Linked DNA regions of Mus musculus: regions 1, 2 and 4 are each linked to region 3. The links are chromatin contacts, called in public promoter capture Hi-C maps. All regions are on one chromosome and are shown on one strand. The core of a region is the stretch at or near the end of the contact, and the rest is flanking DNA. Distances in the headings are between cores, read along the strand shown.

Region 1 (2,700 bases), core at 162-2,661, 420 kb before region 3:
AACTCCTTAGCCAGAGAGCTCTGGACACTCCATTGCACCTCAGCCTGTCTCCTCAATCCACACAGTCACCACAAAAACTCCTACACCACCTTGAACGTCTGGTTCCCTGCTCATGCCGTGCCTGTTTCTAGCAGAGACCCTGGGATCCAGGGTGGCTTAATCTGCCTTGATGTACCCTGTAAGGCACCAGAGAAGGCAGCCATCAGCCCCTAGAGGCAATGGACTAACAGCTGCCATCTGAAGCCAGAGAGGAGGCCCCCCAGTCTGCAGAACAGTGGAGGTGTCCTTGTGGCAGGATCTGGGCAGCCTCCTCAGGAAGCTGACAGTCACTTAGATGGAGCTCAGGACTAAGGAAAGGTTGAGCTCTTCCTAAATGTGGAGTCCAAATCTGGCTGGGGAGGAGTACCATGAGGAGCTGGAGCACGGGCCATTGCTAAGCAATTGCGCTCTCTCCATTACAAACCTAATCCAAGTTCCATGGAAAAACCATAGAATGGGGGGGAGAGAGAGAGGGAGGGAGGGAAGGAGGGAAGGAGGGAGAGAGAGGGAGAGAGAGAGAGAGAGAGAGAGAGAGAGAGAGAGAGAGAGAGAGAGAGAGAGAGAGAGAGAGAGAGAGAGCGCGAGCACACTCAGGCGCCACCTACCTGATTAGCTGAACCATCTCCACTGGAGGACAAGCAGTATGTAGCTGAGTCCCACATCCTTTATGTGTGTCAGCTGTTCTTGGTGGTACTGCAGAATTTCAGATCAGGTTAAAGAAATGAATTGTGTGCCAGCTCTGAGCCACAGAGCTGCTGGGATAACCCCTGTCCCTAGCTCCAGAGGAGGCAGACACTCAACTCTTGTTAGAGTCAGCAACTCAGTGAGCAGCATCTTAAAGCCTGGGGCCTGGTAGGAAGTACAGACTCAGGCTCACCCCTGCCTGTTCAGGGACCACACTCTGCCTTGAGGATTCCCACTGCCTTCCCTCTGCTCTTGGAACCCTGCTCTTGGAACCTCACCTCAGACATCGCTATAGGCCACCAGACTTCTCTCAGGAGTGAGACTCAGACTCTGCAGGCATCAGAGGGACTCCCTTCAGCCCTAAACTTCCAGTCACAGCTCAAACTGATGGTTGGAAAAAAGGATGGGATGGAGGCGTGGTCTAAGTCACAGTCGACCACACAAGGACTGCACAAAGGTCTCAGAGACTGATAGACTTAGGTGACTTGGAGCATCAGGTGGCTAGATAAGAGTCCACCCAGGCAACCTGACTCTAATGCCCCGACCCCCCCCCCCAATCCTCCCGGAAACCCCCATTCTCGACCTGGCCATGGGAGCTCGCCCTTTCTACCCTGCCTCACCACCCCACCCCACCCCACCCCACCCCACCCCACCCCACCGGAGGCTCTCGGCCAGCCTGGCTTAGCCACGCCCCCTCTATCTCCTCCACCCTCTCCCTCCCCCTAGCCTGAGGGCGGGCGCCGACTTCGTACAGCAATCCAGTGAGCGCTCTGCTCTTTGAGCTCGAGGGCGCTGCCTGACCGCGAAGTACCGCCGCCTCGTCCGCCCCGGCGTGGGCATCCTGTCCTGCACAGGTCTGTCGCTTCTTCCCGCTGTCTCTGCGCGCAGCTCAGGCCTGGGGTCCCGCCTTTCGCCCCCTGCTTGCAGCTCCCAAGCTCCTCTGGGCATCTACGGGGCTCACCTGCCTCTGCCCCAGCTTCTCTCGCGTCTGCTCCCCAACCTCAGAGCTTCATCCTTTTGCCTCTGTCTCGGAGACTCGGAGGCCTCCCGGTGTGCTTGGGTCAGGTCAGAAGCCATAAAGGACCCAGACATCTCCCTCTGCCTATGCGCCCCTCGTCTCTCCATGGCGCGCACCCTATGCCAGGGAGGGTTGTGAACTGGGTGAGCCCAGAGGCCTCAGAACCACGGTCTCGGAGGGAAAGTGGGAGGGCGCAGAGATAACATCAGGCAGGGTAGGAGGTCTGCAGCTGGACGCCGAGGGTGGGGGACGGTCGGGGAGGAGAGCAGCAGCGTACGCATATGGGTCCGCTGGCGGCCGGCAGAGTGGTGTCAACCATGGGGCTGCGGCCTGGCACGTATAGACGCCCTGCAGGATCTGAGTTCCCCGGGATTGTTTGCGCCAGAGCAGGAAATCTGGGTACACCCTTTCCCTCTGGGAATCAAGTCCCCACATGGCCATTGCGGGGCACTTCTGTCTCAGGAGTCCCCCAGTCCTCTAGTCATAACGCTCCCCTACGTGGGATGGAGAATGTCCTAGAACTTTCTTTGATGTTCAAGGTCCTTCCCTTCCCTGCCATCGGTTGTGTGACTTAGGGTTATGAGAACTAGAACCCAGGTGCCCAAAGTCAGATGTTGGGACTGTTGCTGAGCAACAGAATGCATCGCAGGGTCAGGTGGGATGCATGGAGCCTCCAATAGCAGCAATGACCAACCATAACTGGGCATTGGTTTGGTTTCCCGTAATGTAAAGGCTCGGATTTCTGAGGAAGGGGCTGGAAATGGAAATAGCTTTCTTCAGGGCAGGGAGACCCATTGAGCCCCTTTGATGGGTTTGTGCAATCCTGGCCTCCCTGTTGGTCCAACTGCCTAACTTTCCCCCTGCCTTGGCCCAGGCTGCCTCCAGAAGTGTTCTGAGGTGGAGTGTATTTGGGAAAAGGAAGCAAGAGGGGGGTCGTTAATTGCTGTGGACAGGGATGG
Region 2 (2,700 bases), core at 180-2,679, 490 kb before region 3:
CCAAGGGAAAGGATTGCCACTGCAGATGTGCAGGGAAGGGCCTTTCTTGGCAGGTAATGGTTAAAATATGGAGAGAGTTCAGCAGGCAATGGCAGCTAGCTCTCCATCGACACAACACACACACACACACACACACACACACACACACACAGTGAGAGAGAGAGAGAGAGACAGACAGAGAGGGAAGAGGGAGGGAGACAGAGAGGAGAGAGAGAGAGAGAGAGAGAGAGAGAGAGAGAGAGAGAGAGAGAGAGAACTAGAATAGAATAAGGTCACCATTAAGGTAGTTTCTCTTCCTTAGCCGTCCCCTCAGCAGGAAGCAGGGACTTGGACCTTCTCCCTCTGTCCAGAGCTGTAGATGCCCTAAGGCCACACTGCACAGGACTGGCCTTTTCCAGGTCTGCAGGGAAAGTCTGATTGGAGGCTGGGATCCCAGACCTGAAGGTTAGGGCACCACTCACGGCTTGGGTGGAGATGGAGATTATTAGAGACCACAGTTCTTCCCTGCAGCCGCCTCCACGGGCTTGGGAAACAGGTGGCTTCCTTTAGGGTTACCGAGCTCTCGAGAGCCACAGCTCTATGCCACCCAGACAAGCTTAGGGTGGCAGGTACATCGCCTCCTTTGAGTTTGGCGAGAGACTCCTAGCTGCACTTGGAGACCTCCGGGCTGGGAGGCAAGTCGCGGGGGCGACCTCGGGCGCGGTTCGGAGTCAGGCTTGGCTCTCGCCTCGGGAGAAACGTCCCCTCTCCGACCCTGAGCACTCTCCGCCTTCTCTCTAGGCGCTGAGGAGAAGCGGCCCAGCGTGGTTTCCGCCTCCGCCAGACCACCCAGGCCCGCCCGCCAGGGCCTCCGCGCCCCCACCACAGGTCATACCCGGAAGGACCCGAGCCCCCGCGTCCGGCCCCTCCATCCGCCTGACCGCCCTCAGGGACTCAGCAGTCACTGCCAGAGCAGCCCCGCCCAGCGCCCCCGCCCTCCCACCTCTGTCTAGCCCCGGGGTCCTCCAGCTCACCTAGGTGCGGGAGTTACCAGGGTCACCTGGTGGCTCTTGTCATTGCGCCACCCTGCGGGCAGAACCCGGGTTTGGTTGCAATAGCGGATTCGAGCCCCACATTGGAGGGAGGGATGTTGGACTCAGGAACCTTGTGGATTAGCATCCTTGCCTGCCGCCCGAAAGTCAAGCCGTGCTGCTGAGATCCATGCACTGGGCAGTCAGTCACCCTTAGCCCTCTGACCCCGCCTCAGCCGAGGGATCAGGCTGCGGGGCGCCTGGCCCACGTGGTACGGAGGGTGGAGCGGGGTCGCAAGGCTTCTTTGGATTCGGGGCGGGGCATACAAGCTCCGCCTGGGGAGGACCTGCCAACCCGGACCGGGAGGGGCGGGGTTTCGACCACGGCTTAAAGAAACTTGTTGCGGGTCCCAGAACTGAGACTGAGCTACTGCGGCGGAGGAGCTGCTGCTGGGCCCCTGCGGTGAGGACAAAGATTGGGTCCTGCGTGGCAACCTTGGATTCTAGAGTGTCCTTCCACAGAGTGACCGGGCGCGACCCCTGCGTCCATCCCCACTGAGTGCCCCTCCGCGCGTGGCCCCGATGCTGGACATGAGTGAGGCCCGCGCCCAGCCTCCCTGCAGCCCGTCTGGCACCGCTAGCTCCATGTCACACGTGGAGGATTCGGACTCCGACGCGCCACCGTCGCCCGCGGGATCAGAGGGCCTGGGCCGCGCGGGGGGCGGCGGCCGAGGGGATACTGCTGAGGCAGCAGACGAACGCTTCCCAGCCTGCATCCGTGATGCCGTGTCGCAGGTGCTTAAGGGTTATGACTGGAGTCTGGTGCCTATGCCTGTGCGCGGCGGCGGTGGCGGCACGCTCAAGGCCAAGCCACACGTGAAGCGGCCCATGAATGCCTTCATGGTGTGGGCACAGGCGGCGCGCCGCAAGCTGGCGGACCAGTACCCGCATCTCCATAACGCAGAGCTCAGCAAGACCCTAGGCAAGCTGTGGCGGTGAGTGTGGGGACTCTTGACACTCAGGCTGAGGAAAGGAGTGACTTCGTGCCCCAGCTTGGGCTGTGCTCCTGGGCTGGTTCCAGGGTGGGTCTGGTCAACAGAGACACCAGGTGTGGGACTTTGGAGATGGACGGAGGCCAGTGCCTGGAGTGTGACCCTCCAGTCCTTTCTCCTCTCCTGGGATATCCTGCTGAGAACTGCAGAACTGGGGATCCTAGCATCGAGTGGCCACCACGGCCTGTAGGCATATTGGGTAGGCATCAAGCTGCTTTGTCCTGGGCAGAAGCTGGGACTCCGGGGTCCATGAGGAGTCCAAGTCCTCTGGCAGGTACTGCTCCCAGGCCACAGGAACCTGGAATTGGGGAAGGAAAGAGCAGGTGAAAGTGACAGGCTCAATGAGCACTTTGGCCTGAGAAAGGCAGGCATTATTGAAGACAGCTGCACAGTCCCACCTCCCAAGCTGCCTCTATTCGAGTTTGAAACAGTGTGTAGTAGTGATACTGGGCTGAGCAGGACAGCCAGGTTGTCTTGCCCTCTCAGCTTGGCCGGCAAGTTGAGGTTCAAGGTCGAGAGATTCTCAGGGTGTGTGTGTGTGTGCTCTGAGGACAATCTCCCGGAGTTTCTCCATCACTCCTGGCAACTTGGGATGGCTGGTTTCCAGAAAGCCTTCCTTGCCTTTGTCGAAGTATAGT
Region 3 (2,700 bases), core at 37-2,536:
GAATGTAAACTTAAGGAGTGCCAGGAGCCTGACTATATATGGGAACGTGTGATTGAAGGCAGCCACACTAGGAAGTAGGGGGTGGCCCAGCATGTCAGTTCATGAAGACAGGAAAGGTCGGTTCCGGCCTGTCCCGGCCAGTGCACTAGTCAGCACCAGGCTGTCCCAATCCTGCCCGGTGCGGTGCGGTGCAGTACGTGTGTTTGAGATGGTTCAGCCCACAGCTCCTGCGTTCTTGTGTTCATTTATGCAGCTCTGGAACCCTGGTGGGAGGCTCTGGAGGCGGGACACAGTCTCAGACCTGGTGGCTTTTATTTACCAGAGCTGAAGCGCTATGAGGAAGGAGAGCAAATGTACAGTCGCTCTGTCCAGCCTCAGGGGAGCGAGCACTTTGCTAGTAAGCAAACTTGGCTGCTCAGAAGTCACATCAGCTATCCAGCCTGCTTGGTGGCACAACCCCTTACAGAATCCCACCTTTTCTTGCCAGCCCAAGAACAACCCCTTGCAGAGGTTCCTCAAGGTTCCCCTTCCTTGTAAGGTCTGAGTACACTTGCTCCCTTGAGGTGAATGGATCTCTGTCAGCAGATGGTGGCCTGCCTCAGGTGCCTCTACACCTTACTCTGTCCTGCCATTAGTTCCACATGTTGTGGTGACCCCCAACCATAAAATTAGTTTGTTGCTATTTCACAACTGTAATTTTGCTATTGTTATGAATTCTAATGCAAATATCTGTGTTTTCTGATGGTCTCAGGTGACCCGTGTAAAAGGGTCATTTGACCCCCAAAGAGGTCATGACCTACAGACTGAGAACCACTGCTTTAGACATTGGGGATTCACAGCACCTATCATGCCTTAGGCAATGGATGGATGGATGGATGGATGGATGGATGGACACCTAGTCCCTGAGGATTCTGCCTGCCCGTGCTGTCTGCAGCATCCCCTGGTCCGGGACCTAGCACAGCTGGCTAGGTTTGACGGCAACAGGTAAGAAGATGAGTGTCCTGGCTGGCATCCCTGACTATTCCTATGGGACAGGAAGATGGGGAGGGGCAGCCAGTGGTGGGCTGGAGCAGGCCTCTGAAGTCTCCCCAGGCCTTTCCCATCAGGAAGCACATCCTGTTAGTGTCTGGCTCTGTGGCAGGGCTGCTATTTGTTGCAGTTGGCTACGCCCTCCTGCTCACCAAAAACAGCCTCAAAAACAACCATTTCCTCTCTGCTGAGAGACAGGGAAACGGGAGCTCACACACATACGCGCATACACATGCTTCCTTGTGGCAGGCGTTCTGCTTTTCAGGACCTGCCATTTGTGGCAGAGATACCAAGACGGGATACATAGCAGAGAGGTGGCCAAACCCACACTGCGTCCACAACCCTGTTCCTCCATCAGACTGGCTCCCACAGCCCGTTCTGAGGCGCGTAACCTGGCTGATTCCCACGCTGTGCCTGCCTCCCGAGTTGCTGTCCATTTTCCACTGCTGTAGGCAAGAGGCACTGTGGACACAGCCTCCCTGGCCTCTGTTCCAAAGAAGACGACCCACTTACAACTCTGGATTCTCGCTGGTGCAGCCAGTGCCCCAGATTTCTCCCTGGAATGGGTCTTGGGGAGACCAGCTTCAGCACAGGCTTGTCCCTGCTCCAGGCTCAAGAGGCAGGCTAAGACAGGGCTGTGAGTAGCTCTCTTGGACCCGTCCCATGGGCGACATCCTCCTGTGCCGGGCTGGAGCTGCCGCATAGCTTCCCAAGGATGAGTGCTGATGTCCTCTAGCCACCCCTAGCAGCATCTTGGCTTTCTCTGGATGCACAGCGGCTGACTGGGACTTGGAACTCTCCGAGATAGACAGTCCTGGAAGTCAGAGATGACTCTCCAGAAGCTTGTGGCCACCGCTGTGCTGGTGGCCCTGGTCTCCCTCATCCTCAACAACGCAGCAGCCTTCACCCCCAATTGGGTGTACCAGACGCTGGAGGACGGACGCAAGCGGAGTGTGGGGCTGTGGAAGTCTTGCTGGCTGGTGGACAGGGGTAAGGGAGTCACAAGCCCTGGGACTCGAACTGGGCAGGTGGACACCCATGACTGTGAGGTTCTAGGATGGGGCTCGGAATCAGCAGGTTTCCAGGAGTCCCGAGGCACCGTCAAACGTAAGTCTTGTTATTTTTCTGTCACCTTCCAGTGGTTAGGTGAGGGGAGGTTGTGTCCGTCCATGCTGAGGGTGGCAGCAGGGAACCTGCACCTCCTGCCCACCCTGACAAGCAACGCTACAGAGCTCCACTGTTCAGCTTAGACTCTGTCTGTGGCTTCCTTCACAAGAAGTCACTCCCGTGGCTGGAGGCTCCTTCTCTGCCATTACATGTGGCTGAAGGATGAAAGATGGGTATCCTAATCAAAGCAAGTCATTTTTCCTTGGTTAGAAAGAAATATTACTTAATAAGGAAAACAAGAAGTGTGAGAACATGTGGCTGAGTTCTGTCTTAACGGCTGAGGTGGTCAGGGCCTTTCGGACAGTGCAGGAGACTCTGGCTGGGATGTCCGGGAGACCAGAGGAGGCACAGAGCAGCAAAGGGCAGAGTGTTACCTCCCTGACGCCCATGGTGGCCTTTTCCTTTCCCAGCTCTCTTGTTCTGGGGTCTATGCACTACCCTGGGAGTTGGAAACGTCTCTTTAAATAGCATGCACTGTTTGAGAGTACGAGAATAAAGGGCCTC
Region 4 (2,700 bases), core at 100-2,599, 450 kb after region 3:
TTCTGTGTTCTCCGTGGATGTCTCACGGGCCTGTGGCTTTTTCTTCCTTCTGCAAAAAAGTGCCATTCAGTCTTTGGAGTGGGTTTTATATGAGGGTGGGGGAAGGGTGCTGCTTACCTGCCAATCCACATCCCCACACTTGTTTGTGCAACTAACTGTCCATTATCTACCACGATGTGTACAGAAGTGCTGTGCTCTGCCCTTGTCACAACAGTACATGACAGTCTGACAAAGTGCCTGTTAGCACACCGACACTAGTAACAGCCTCTAGGATAATATAACCTCTCTCCTTTGTCCCAAGTCCTTTGAGTTACATTCAAGAGAACCTCTCTCTTCACACCCAAACTGGACAGTGCAACTCCCCTTTCAGAAATCGTTGCATTTAGGATGAGCTCCAAACTCTACTACTATAAAACATTTGCTGCCTTAACAGTATCAACACTTTCTGTGGCCCTTGGCCCTTGCCAAGCCTCAGCCTGGATCCCAGCGGATCTCTACTACTGAACCGATTCTGGGAGACCATTGCTGCCTACGCACACTCCTGCTCTAGCCACTTATGTCTAAGTCCCAGGCGGGGACGGGCTGATAATTACTCCCTGAGTACCACTAGTTGGCACATAGTAGGCCCTTAATGGCTACAGGACAAACACAATGAGTGCCATGCCCTTTCCTGTTTTCTCTCTGGGCCTGTTTTCTTTCAGAACCACCGTCCAGCTGGGAGAGAAGACTTCTAGCTGGGTGTGTTCTTGGCACACAGCCTGGCCCTACAAGAGAGGGAGGCAGCTCTGAGAACAGAGCTGTGTCCCACGGACAGCCTGGAGCAAGTGAATGTCCTAAGCTAGGCTGGTTGGACTAAAACTTTTCACTGGCGATAAGGGTGGATGAATACATCCAGAACCCAGTCTTACGGACCCTGCAGACCCTGCGGGTCCCAGACCCTTGGAAGAAGCTAGAAGTGGGGCCACGTGAGATTTAAGCGTAGCTTCAATTCAAGATTCAAGGCAGCTGCCTACTCCGCGGCGCCTAGAGTTTAGGTCAGATGCTGCGGCCCGGGACGCAAGCCTGGAGCCAAAGTTCCACGTTCCTCCTTTCCTCCAAAACGCCTGCAGGCGCAGAGCTACCTGCAGCAGCCTCTCGCGGGGCGAGCTCCTCCCTACACCCTTCCGACGCGATCCTAGTCGCGCGGCTCCGACTGCGAGTCACCATCCGCACCCCTGAGTTCATGCCTGGGCTGTAAACTACTCCTCCGAGCAGCCCCGCGATCCCACCACTTGCTCAACGCGCACGCGAAACTACAATTCCCAGAGAGCTCAACGCAAATAGTCAGCAAAGCCTCGCCCCCGGAAGTACGGGTTGCGCTTCCGGCAGCTGCCCTGGGCCGGGGGTGTGCGCCCTTCCCTGGGTGCAGGAGGACCTGCGCGCGAAAGGCGCGCGCGGGGTGAGTAGCCCTGGAGGCTCTGACTGCTGGGGCGGGTTGCGATGGTTTGTGTGGTCGCGTCGCGATGGGGTGAGGGGAATTGGTCGTTCTGATTCCAATCCTCCGCCGCTCCCACCGCTGACAAGTCCTAGCGCTTCAAGCCCTCCATTGCGAATGTGAGCGGGCCTCTGCATCTATTCACGCGACAGCTCCTCCTTAACCTAGGGAGAACTAATGGCAATCAACAGGCGGGTCGCTAGAGTAAGCCTATACCTCCGGAGTTGATTTGTGGCTGAGTTCCTCCTGCATGGAGTTGAGTTGCCCCAGAGGCTGTAGGAAGGACAGGTTATTGCCTACCCTTGACCTAGGATTCTGGAGGTTCGCCTCGAGGGCAGAAGGGAGAACCTTTCCTGGGGTGTATCAAATAATATGTTTATTTCTACACAGAGCAGTTCTCTAGTACTGCCCTGCCCACCATGGCCAAACCAACAAGCAAAGATTCCGGCTTGAAGGAGAAGTTCAAGATACTGTTGGGATTGGGAACATCGAGGCCAAATCCCAGGTGTGCAGAAGGCAAACAGACTGAGTTTATCATCACATCGGAAATCTTGAGAGTGAGTGAGTGGCCAATGTCTTGGCTAGCCCAGCACAAAGGCTAGGAAGGCTGGGTTTGTCTGTCATTGGGTTCTGTGGGAGATGGGTTGCTGGTAACCATCTGCATAGGGCTGCTGTCCCCAGTACTGTGGAGACAGATATATGCCTGTCCTCAGGATCTTGGTGTCCTGCTTTAGCACACTTGCCTTAGAAGTTAGGTGTTGTATGAAAACTTATTTTGTTTAGTGTTATGGTAGATAGATGCCCTGTACTCTCTCAGCACGTGAGAGGCAGAGGAGATAGGATTATGAAGTTGGAGGCAACATAATTGTAACCCACCTGAGCTACAGTAGTGAGACTGGGTCCTCCTCTCCTCAAAGATGTTCGTTTCCTTTTTTAAATTGGAGATCCACCCTTTCTTTTTAGGAACTTTTAAAAAAAGATTTATTTATTTAACATACACACACACACACACACACACACACACACACACACACACACACACACACACTGTAGATGACACACCAGAAGAGGGCATCAGATCCCATCACAGATGGTTGTGAGCCACCATGTGGTTACTGGGAATTGAACTCAGGACCTCTGGAAGAGCAGTCAGTGCTCTTAACCACTGAGCTATCTCACCAGCCTCGAGATCCAGCCTTAAAAAACCAAACCAAACACAACAAAAC

Evidence for each region. Promoter capture Hi-C pulls out the DNA fragments that hold promoters and counts their contacts.
Region 1: a contact with region 3 is called in a promoter capture Hi-C map of embryonic stem cells, with 4 times the contacts expected there. The contact joins the promoter of Sstr5 here to the promoter of Tmem204 in region 3. A contact is called at or near these places in 12 of 39 promoter capture datasets (the HPC-7 cell line, HPC-7-derived erythroid cells, embryonic stem cells and 6 more) and 1 of 484 Hi-C or Micro-C datasets (liver).
Region 2: a contact with region 3 is called in a promoter capture Hi-C map of embryonic stem cells, with 7 times the contacts expected there. The contact joins the promoter of Sox8 here to the promoter of Tmem204 in region 3. A contact is called at or near these places in 9 of 39 promoter capture datasets (the HPC-7 cell line, cranial neural crest, embryonic stem cells and 3 more) and 1 of 115 datasets of contacts at active chromatin or transcription factors (bone marrow-derived macrophages).
Region 4: a contact with region 3 is called in a promoter capture Hi-C map of liver, with 3 times the contacts expected there. The contact joins the promoter of Tsc2 here to the promoter of Tmem204 in region 3. A contact is called at or near these places in 5 of 39 promoter capture datasets (hippocampal neurons, liver, pre-B cells and 1 more).

What each region holds. Positions count from the first base shown.
Region 1 is chr17:25,495,999-25,498,698 of GRCm38.p6, reverse strand. It overlaps Sstr5 (somatostatin receptor 5), which reads left to right and starts at 1,411. Exons shown (of 3, transcript NM_011425.3): 1 at 1,411-1,577.
Region 2 is chr17:25,569,415-25,572,114 of GRCm38.p6, reverse strand. Sox8 (SRY (sex determining region Y)-box 8) reads left to right here and starts at 1,429. Exons shown (of 3, transcript NM_011447.3): 1 at 1,429-2,005. The coding sequence starts at 1,593. Cerox1 (cytoplasmic endogenous regulator of oxidative phosphorylation 1) reads right to left here and starts at 1,304. Exons shown (of 2, transcript NR_045176.1): 1 at 1,014-1,304.
Region 3 is chr17:25,079,700-25,082,399 of GRCm38.p6, reverse strand. It overlaps Tmem204 (transmembrane protein 204), which reads left to right and starts at 1,286. Exons shown (of 3, transcript NM_001001183.1): 1 at 1,286-2,136. The coding sequence starts at 1,857. All of the region lies in intron 18 of Ift140 (intraflagellar transport 140), which reads right to left.
Region 4 is chr17:24,631,276-24,633,975 of GRCm38.p6, reverse strand. Tsc2 (TSC complex subunit 2) reads left to right here and starts at 1,349. Exons shown (of 42, transcript NM_001286713.1): 1 at 1,349-1,438; 2 at 1,865-2,031. The coding sequence starts at 1,894. Nthl1 (nth (endonuclease III)-like 1 (E.coli)) reads right to left here and starts at 1,294. Exons shown (of 6, transcript NM_008743.2): 1 at 1,122-1,294; 2 at 1-49. The coding sequence starts at 1,224.